2 separate regions of the Mus musculus genome follow, and region 2 is linked to region 1. A link is a contact called in public promoter capture Hi-C data. All regions are on one chromosome and are shown on one strand. Each heading gives the region's core, a stretch centred on a gene start, on an enhancer-like site or on the middle of the called end of the contact. The rest is flanking DNA. Distances are from core to core; before and after follow the strand shown.

The links. Capture Hi-C pulls out chosen DNA fragments and counts their contacts.
Region 2: a contact with region 1 is called in a promoter capture Hi-C map of liver. The contact joins two enhancer-like sites. A contact is called at or near these places in 1 of 115 datasets of contacts at active chromatin or transcription factors (large pre-B cells) and 2 of 9 other capture datasets (liver and pancreatic islet).

What each region holds. Positions count from the first base shown.
Region 1 is chr4:56,839,390-56,844,271 of GRCm38.p6, reverse strand. Ctnnal1 (catenin (cadherin associated protein), alpha-like 1) reads left to right here. Exons shown (of 19, transcript NM_018761.3): 4 at 2,592-2,711. Among named protein-coding and RNA genes, the nearest start is that of Ctnnal1, 23 kb to the left of the region's middle. Within about 2 kb of position 2,186, at least 27 of the 459 cell types and tissues checked have an H3K27ac peak or open chromatin away from gene starts, as enhancers often do. A contact at or near this core is called in liver, where this site is marked.
Region 2 is chr4:57,110,797-57,115,678 of GRCm38.p6, reverse strand. All of the region lies in intron 1 of Epb41l4b (erythrocyte membrane protein band 4.1 like 4b), which reads left to right. Among named protein-coding and RNA genes, the nearest start is that of Epb41l4b, 30 kb to the left of the region's middle. Within about 2 kb of position 2,043, at least 20 of the 459 cell types and tissues checked have an H3K27ac peak or open chromatin away from gene starts, as enhancers often do. A contact at or near this core is called in liver, where this site is marked.

The sequences.
Region 1 (4,882 bases), core at 937-3,436:
ATTTCCATTTAAAAATCTATTTTTTTTTTATGTATATGACTGTTTGCCTGCATGTAAGCCTGTGTGCCATGTGCATGCCTGGTGCTCATAATGGCCAGAAGAGGGCGCCAGATCATCTGGAACTGGGGTTACAGATGGTCGTGAGCTGCCATGTGGGAATGCTGGGAATCAGACATGGATCCTCTGGAGTAGCAGTCAGTGCCCTTAACCACTGAGCCACCTCTCCAGCTCCAGGCCTAAACTTTTAAATGCAAGTAATGTTTCTCATTTAATAACAACAGCACTAAAACTCCTGTTGAGGCTTACTGCCAAAAGCCTTTAATGTATGCAATTTGGGGAGAAAAGCTAAGCTGATATAGTATGTGGTAGAGACTTAGCTGACAAGTATCTGTCAGGTCTTTTCCTTTTCTCTAACTCAGAGAGTTACAGTTTAAAAGCTAGGAACAGATGTAAATCATCTGGGCTCTGGCTGTACCGCAGTCCATAGAATGTCTGCCTTGCATGCACTAAGTCATGGCTTCCATTATCAGCACCATACATGGAAAGTAGAAGCAGGATGATCCAGAGATCAAGGCTAGCCTCAGCTACATAGAAGGTTGAGACCAGCCTAGGCTACATGAGACCTTATGTTTAAAAATATATATATTATCTGAAACTATAATTATCCACAGCTACAAAGTTTCCACATGTAGAATCCTTAAATATTTCTGAAGAATTGCAAAATTTAAGAATGGAACTTAAACTCGTCCACTCCGGTAGACAGTGGCGGTGCCCTGGATCGTTGGGAACCAAGGGCCGTTGCTTTCTGTGGCTAACCCCCTAGGTGAGGAGGAGGGCAATTGAATCAGCCAGGGCAGAGATGCAGTCTTGAAGTAGGAGAGTGAACCAAAAAGTGAAAGTTTAAAGAGAAAAAGAAATGGAGAGAATGACAGAGGAAAGAGAGCCTGTCTGAGATGGAGGCTGGCTCAGTGTGCAGTTGTTCTTATCTGTGGAAATTGCTTGCATTTCCTGAGCTGCCTGGGCAGGTTAGCAGGCCAAATGCCCTCCATAGCCTCATTAAAAATGAGCAAACACAGGATATCTGTGTTTTTCTAACCTATCTTGGTCTGACCAAAACTCAGCAGATTGTTTTTAGGAAAAAACAATCAAAGAATGTTTCACTGTTTTTCTTATGTGGAAGACACAGCCTCTGCTGATGTACTGTGTGTCAGTTTGTGTGTAGGTCTGTACTGTGTGTCTGTCTGTGTGTAGGTCTGTACTGTGTGTCAGTCTGTACTGTGTGTAGGTCTGTACTATGTGTCTGTCTGTGTGTAGGTCTGTACTGTGTGTCTGTCTGTGTGTAGGTCTGTACTGTGTGTAGGTCTGTACTGTGTGTCTGTCTGTGTGTAGGTCTGTACTGTGTGTAGGTCTGTGCTGTGTGTCTGTCTGTGTGTAGGTCTGTCTGTGTGTCTGTCTGTGTGTAGGTCTGTCTGTGTGTCGGTCTGCGCTCTGTTCCCCCCTCTCTGTCTGAAGCGTCTTGGCAGCTGCTTAGTCTGAACAGCAGCCCCTGACGGATGAGAACGGTTTTTCAACTGTGAATCCTAGCCCCACCCACTCCTCGATCTGTAGATCACCTCCCTTCCATTTTCTTCCACACTGGGGTTCTTACAGTTCTGGTTCAGCGACCTGTACAGTTTCTGGTTGGTTGGTTGGTTGGTTTGTTTTTGGTTTTTTGTTTTTTGTTTTTTTCTCTTCACTGCCTTCTTAGTTCTTATTACTACCTTTGTTAGCTCTCTGTTCCTATGACAAAATGCCTAAGGCTAGGTACTTTGTAAAGAAAGGAGATGGATTTAGTTTGCCTCAACTCTTCAGCTTCTGACTAGTCAGATAGATGAGCTCCAGGTTTAAGACCCTGCCTCAGAAAATAATGAAGAGACAGATTACTGAATATACCGAGAGTCAAGCTCTGTTCTCCACATATGTGTACACACGTGCCCTTGCACACACACTCGTTCCCAGGTATGACTATATGCATATGGACTTCGAATGAAAACCGTTCAAAGTCATCCTGCATTTCATAGGGAGGGTGTGGCCAGCCTGGATTAGGGACTGTGTGTCAAAAACCAAAACCAATAAACAAAACCCTAAATACACAGAGGAGGATCTCTGTCATGAAGCCCAGTGTGAAGAGGAAGGAGTGAGCAGAGCTGTTACTGCTCAGACGTGGCTCTGAGCCACAGTGTCCCCAGGTCCCAGCGCTGGGAGCTTGGGTCCCAGTGTATTCAAGAGAGAATTGGAGGAGTCTGTTAAAAGGCAGAAAGAAAGTCACTGAAGGATTCTCCTCAGAGGTGATTAGTACAGCCTTCCCAGAGTCTCTTAAGAGTCACTATTATTAAAAGGAAAATTGAACTTTCGGGTAGGGACCGGAGGGGGGTGGGGGGTGTAATCTCTACTCTTGAAAGACGAGGCAGGAGGATCATCATGAGTTCAGAACCAGACTAAGGGGCTGTGTAGAGAGTTCTGAGCCTCCCCTGTTTGTTGTCATTGTTTAACTCTGGAAGTCTCAGTCTCTTTCTTGTTTGTTGCCCAATAAAATACTTTCTGTTTTGCAGATTCTCGCAACCATGGAAAGGCTAGAGAAAGTAAACAGCTTTCAGGAATTTGTTCAGATATTCAGCCAGTTTGGAAACGAAATGGTGGAGTTTGCACATCTAACGGGAGACCGACAAAATGTACGTACTTATCACTTTGAGATGTCTTCACATACACTCAGACCTTTTACTTTGGGTAGAAATGTGATCTTTTTAATCAATGAACTGACTTCTTCATTCACTACATCCATGTCCTTGTTCCTAAGAACACATGGCATTGTTCCATTTGCATTGGTTATAATATGTTAGGTATTTAATATGCATGATTGATTTGAATATTCAATGCACCCCTGCATGTTGGGTGTTGCTATTGGTGGTTTTTAATGTAAGAAAACCAAACCTGGGGTGAATTTCTAAGGTCACTCTGCCATTGGACTGATTTCGGTTAAGCCTATCCCTGAAGCCTGTCAGTCTTCAACCATAACTTGATGTCTGTTTTTGGGGACCTACTCCCCAATTCAGACCAACACTTCTAAGTCTGAGGAGTGGACAACCACAGCATGTCTGGAATAGGGTTTTCCCAGCTGGGGTGTTTGCTTATGAATCCATCAGGTCTGACCTGTGGTACTGAGATGCCTCTGGGAGCTTTCCTGGTTGTAGCTACAGTTGGGAGATGGACATGGGCCTGGAAAATGTCAGGCTGGGGACTACTAATTGTCTCTAAAAAAGCTGAATATAGATGGCTGAGTGGGTAAGGGCGCTTGTCTGATTTGAATCCACAGGGTCCACATGGTGGAAGGAAATGACTGACGCCTGCAAGTTGCCCTTTGATCCCCACATGGGTGCTACGGCACTCATGTATACCCATGCCTGAGCAGACATGGATACACGTTTGACTTACACACATACTCACATGTGCAGTTGTGCACAAAATCAACAAAGAATTGTAATGCAAAGTTTTAAAAGCCACCTGTGTGGCACCTTGTCTGTGCTCTGTTCTGAAGCCATTGCTCTTTTACACTCGGCTTCATTTCCTTTTCATCCTCTCTCTTCGCCCCCTCCACTCTTCCCTATAAACATTATTAGTATAAAGTATTTTTATGACAGTTTATCATCTAACATTTCCTGGATCACTTGGGCGAGTGTGGTGTGACTCAGATTCCAAAGCCCATGTAGCTCATTTTGACTGTTTCCTGCTGGCCACATAACTGGTAAACTTCCACTGTTATTTTGATTTGTAGTTAGAAATCTGGTATGGAGCCAGCATGGTGGCTCACTACTGTAATCCTAGCTCTTGGGATTCTTCTTCTAATTCTTCTTCTTATTATTCCTCCTCCTCCTCATCTTCCTCCTCCTTGCTATGTAGACCAGGCTGGCCTTGAACTCACAAAGATCTGCCTGCCTCTGCCTCCCAAGTGGTTGGAAGATGTGGGCCACCACTGCCCTGCTCAACACTTAAGATTTTAAGATAGGAGGGTTGCTACCAGTTTAAAGTCAAACTAAGCAACTTCCAGGGTAGTCCGTGCTACATTGTAAGACCCTACCTCAAAGATCAAAAAAGAAAATAGAATTGGTCTGGAGAATATTGGTATAGGAATATTTATTTCTACCAAGGCTAGATCGAATCTTTTAAAACTTGTGGACTTTGGCTGGAGACTAGCCCTGGCTGGCCTGGAACTGACCGTGTAGACCAGGCTGTCTTCAAACTCCTAGAGATCCTTTTGCTTCTGCTTCCCCAGTGCCGGGATTGAAGGCATGCACCACCACACCGGCAGAAGTCCCTGTTAAATGTCACCTATCAGATAGAGGGCAGTAGGCAGTTTCCCACGGAGGGGTTTGCTAACTGCTTTGCCCGGGTCAAAGTCTTAGTGTTTGCATCAAGAGTTCAAGCCCTTTCTCTCTTTTCTTTTCTTTTCTTTTCTTTTCTTTTCTTTTCTTTTCTTTTCTTTTCTTTTCTTTCCTTTCCTTTCCTTTCCTTTCCTTTCCTTTCCTTTCCTTTTCCTTTTCCTTTCTTTCTTTCTTTCTTTCTTTCTTTCTTTTTTTTTTTTTTTTTTTTGGTTTTTTGAGACAGGGTTTCTCTGTATAGCCCTGGCTGTCCTGGAACTCACTTTGTAGACCAGGCTGGCCTCGATCTCAGAAATCAACCTGCCTCTGCCTCCTGAGTGCTGGGATTAAAGGCGTGCACCATCACTGCCTGGCTAAGCCCTTTCTTTCTTAATTTGGCCAGAATATGCTGAACATAGCCATCGCATTATCCAGCTTCTTTCCTCATACCCAGCAGATTCTCATAACTTAGTCACTGGACACTGGGG
Region 2 (4,882 bases), core at 794-3,293, 270 kb before region 1:
GGCCATTGTGTTAGGGAGGCCTTTGCCAATGGGAGTAGTACATTAGGTAGCGAGGGACCCGCTGGCAGTGTGAAGATCCTTCTGGAGAGTAGGAAGCACGTTTGCAGTCACTCAGGGCATGCGAAAAATTGAGCTCTGGGAGTCCTTTATCCTTTCTCGGCATCTTGAAGAGTAAGAGCGAGGCCATCCCTCAGACTGACTCTGGGCAGGCGGACAGGGAGCTTTCCAGCACCCCTCAAGAGGCTGGAGGTGTGGCTCAATGGAGAACATCTGCTTCCTGTGTGTGAGACTCTCAGATTGATTCCTGATGTACTCCCACCCGGCTCCCAGCCAAGAACATATTCATAGGATCCAGGCTGATAGGATACTGTGGTCCTCACTGCATCCTGTAAGGGATGTGTAAAGAGAAGAGCCGAGAGCATTGAATCTTTCTCTGCCCAGATCTAAATACAGCTTGGCCCAAAGACAGCTTATCAGCTGGGAACAGACTGATCAATAGCTGATCGATAATACAACACAAAGCCTCGGTGTTCTCCATTGATCTCTCCATTAGTTGATGTTAGGGTGCCAGTGGCTCTGTGGTGGGATAGCTCATAGTCCCTGTCCAGACTCATCAAGGGCCCTCACAGTGGCCCAAGAGGGTCACGTGGGCCTGGCAGCAATACCCCTTGGACTGACTGACTAGCCAAGATGAAAGTACTTTTAAGATGATCCCTCCTTCCTTGTTCAAAGTTAAGAGCAGTTCGTAATGTTGTTTCCGCTGATTTCTAAGAGATTGGTAGCCAGGCAAATCAGGAAATTAATAACATGTGCGCTGCTTTACCAGAAGTCAATTTCTAGGAGCCGCCCAGACTGTTGCTGTTTAGTTCCCTCCAGTGTCTCAGCGTTTGTGTCAGTGTGCGAGCAGATAATCTACTTTGCACACTGCTGTGACTTTCCCGCTGTCCAGAGGGGCGTTTCCTCTCCTACTCTGAGATCTGACTGTATTCCACTTATAACCAGACCGATATTTGCAGGTAGCATTTGGTATTGATGTATTGAATTAGTCTCAAGAAAAAAATTCTGTTTTTCTTCTTTTTCTTTTTCTCTTTCTCTCTCTCTCTCTCTCTTTCTTTCTTTCTTTCTTTCTTAAAAAAGATTATTTATTTATTTTATGTATTCCCCATTGCTTTATTCAGACACACCAGAAGAGGGCATCGTCGGATCCCATTACAAATGGTTGTGAGCCACCATGTGGTTCCTGAGACCTGAAGTCAGGAGACCTTGGGGGTTCTGAAGCTTGTTCTGCTAGCTGGAAGCCTTGTAACCTGGTCACGTGACTTCTGTGAGGCTTAGCCTCCTTTTTGGGAGGGGGCATTATTTTGACACAGGGTTGCCTAGAACTTGGGATCTTCCTGCCTTGGCCTTCTTAGAAGGCCCAGAGATTACAGGTGTACACACCTCACGGGCTCACAATCCAGTTTTGAGTCACTGAACCCTGCTAATGGCTAAAATAGTATTTTTCTTCTCGAGGGTATGTGTATATGTACTGTGAACATGCTTGCTGCTTGCAGAGGCCAGAAGAGGGAATTGTATTTCCTGGAACTGTAATTACAGTCAGTTGTGAGCCACCACATGGGTGCTGGGAAACTGACCCTGGCTCCTCTCTGCAAGAGCAAACAATGCTCTTAATCTCTGAGCCATCTCTCTAGTTGCTGAAATAGTATTTCTCCTGCCGAGGTGACTTATTTGGTAATTTTAGTTGTTCTGTGTGATGGCATCCTTATCTTCTTTGTTTATGATGATTTACGTTATGTCTATCTTTGTTTATCACGATTTAGCTATGTTGACACTGGGGACTTTTCTAGTTATTGTTACTCTCTCAAATTATTCATAGTGATTACTTGCAAAAGAAAGAGCTTTATTTTGGCCTGTGTTTATGCAGGTTACAGTCCAAGAGCAGCTGGCCTGATTGCTTTGGGCCTGCAGTAAGCCGGTGCATAGCGTGGTAGGATCAGGTGGCAGAGGAAAAACCGTTTACATCAGGAGGCAGAAAGTGACACCAGATGGGAGTGGGGTGGGTTTGCATAAACTCCTTCAAGGCTATGTCCCCAATGACCTGAAGACTCCCCACTAGGTTCCTCCCAACTCCCAAAGCTCAAAAGGTAAGCTTTTTCCAACAGTGTCACTCTGGGAACCAGTTCTCAGCACATGGGGACATGCTTAGGCCACCTGGGATGAGTGTGTCTCCGACAGAGAGCTAGCTTTTTTTTTTGTTTTTTGTTTTTAAACGACGGTTCATAGAAAGCTGGCCAGTTGGGGCTCAGTAGTGATAGAACATCTGCCCAGCAGGTGCACAGCCCTCAGAGCCTCAAGTGAAAAGGAAAGGTGTAGCCGCCCTGGCAGGGGTGGAGAGATCCTGAAGAGACATTCTGGATTCTCTTCTTGGTCATCAGACTATTAAAGCAACAGTCCCAAGGAGTTAGAATTCCCCCCAGGAACCTCTTGCTGGGAGAAGGAAAATGTTGAAGCCTGGTGACAGCCAGAGGAGGAGCTTGTGTCTACTCAAAGGACATTGCATACCTACCTTTCTGAGTACACCTTGTAGGAGAGACTGGGACCCAGCATGGATGGGCCAGCAGTGGGGGGAATCACACTTGGCCAGGACTGCTTGTTGTAATTCTTGCCCTGACACCGTATTTAAAACTAAACCTCACGTCAGGATCCCGAAGATGGACTTGGGATGGAGGTGGGCAATGTCACTAGTTTACTCTGTTCTTTTTAACAATGTGACCACCAGGATGGCATCTCCTTTCTGAGCTGAGCTTCTTAGGGCCACCAGGGCTCAGGCACTAACCCAAACAGCTCTGTTTGCAGAAGGAAGGAGGTGAGGAAGGAAGGAGACAAGCAAAATGAGTGGAGACCTGGCAGGTCTGGCAGGGGCTGGGAGCAGGAGGGCCAGTGACTAATCGGGAAAGTAGCACTTCCCAGAAACTGTGGGCTCTAGCCTCCCTCGGGGGCTTCTGAGAACGACCAGCTGTGAAGCCAACTATGATCCCAGGTAGGGCTCCAAAACACAGTCAGACTACTGGTATTAACACGTTAGAAAAGGGATCAAGGCAGGTTTACAAAAATCCCCAAACCAGACTAAGCTCAGTCTCCCTTTTGATGGGATTATTAGACCTCAGATACCTTGAGTTGTAGTAAAATTTGACTAAAAGCACATGGCATTAGGCCCGTGTCCTGCCAGGAGATAGAAGGTTTGGGTTAAAGTGCTCTTGCTCTGTAGGGGTAGGGCACGAGTTGGCATGCATGCCCACCTGCTTTCTTGTTGACAGAGCTGTTGAGCAAGGTGGACGACGGACGAGATCGTTGTCATTTTTCTCAAGAGTGGCAAAGATCATGTTTGGTTTGCTGGAGGGGCCGTAGAACTGGGTTTCTACTCCAGCATGTGTCTCCACAGAGCACAGGGCACAGGCCTGTGTGGAACAACTGTGCGTATTCATAACCAAGCCGGAAGCCTCTCACCACTCAGGTGCCTCTGCTGAGGTCTAGTACTGCCATTCCGCCCAGGCCCACCTGTGGTGCTTCCACATGCCATCAAAGTGAGATGGATAGCTGAGAGATGGAACAAGAGACCTGAACTCTTAATGCACATATATTAGATCTCAGGCCAGTCTAAGGATGATGAAACGTAATGGGAGCAAATTTGAAAACAAGCAAAAAAAACCAGCTGTTCTTCTCTTCAGAGATCATGAGCATAGGGGGATGGGATACAGCTCAGCAGGCCGCTTGCCCATTTTATTCAAGGCCCTGGGTTTGATCCTCAGCACTTCAGAAAGCGTTTAACCCTTGCATGAGATTCCGAAATTTATTTAAAGAACAAAACAAAACAAGGTGGCACATGCCTGTCATCTCAGCACTCAGTGAGTGGTGACAAGAGCACTGTAGTTCCAGCCTGCACTATCTAGTGACACCCTGTGTGATGCTTTGGATAAAAATGGCCCCCACAGGTCCGTAGGGAGCCACACTTTTAGGAGGTGTGAACTGGTTGGAGTGGGTGTGGCTTTGTTGGAGGAAGTCTGTCCCTAGGTGGCAGGCTTTGGGATCTCAGAAGCTCAAACCCAAGGATAGTGGCTCACTGCCTCTTCCTGCTGCCTGTCGATCCACAGCACCATGCCTACCTGCATGCCACCATGCTTCCCGTCATGACGATGATGGACTAAACCTCTCAGCTGTAAGCCAGTTCCAGTTAAACATTTTCCTTTTAAGAGTTGCCTAGGTCATGGTGTATCTTCACAGCAACAGAAGATCTAACTAAGACACCTTGTTTAAGTAAAATAAAACATTTCCGGGGCTGGTGAGATGGCTCATTGGGTAAGAGCACCGGACTGCTCCGAAGTTCAAATCCCAGCAACCACATGGTGGCTCACAACCAATGAGATCTGATGCCCTCTTCTGGTGTATCTGAAGACAACTACAGTGTACTTACATATAATAAATCAATCAATCAATCACTCAATCTTAAAAAAAAAAAAAAAAAGCATTTCCTAGCATCTATAAAGCCCTGAATTTGATTCCCAGTTCAGCATTCAAAACCAGATAAGTAAGGAGGAAATCTATCAATAAGTAGATTTTCATTAGCCTTAAAGAAAGGCCACAGTGGGATACGATTTCTAAAACACCAGTGTAGTCATGTGTGTTAGAGCTGACAAGGGGTCTGATGGGGCCTGGGTGGGTGATGAGGTCTGGGTGGGTGATGGTTGTACTAGAGTTTTGCTCTCAGGTCCCAGCCAGCTGTGGAGAATTCCTCACGGGATTAGAATGGGGAGATCAGACTTTTGAAACAGTGGGTCGTTTGAAAACTTTTGTGGGGGACAGAAGAGTCTCCTTAATCGGTTGG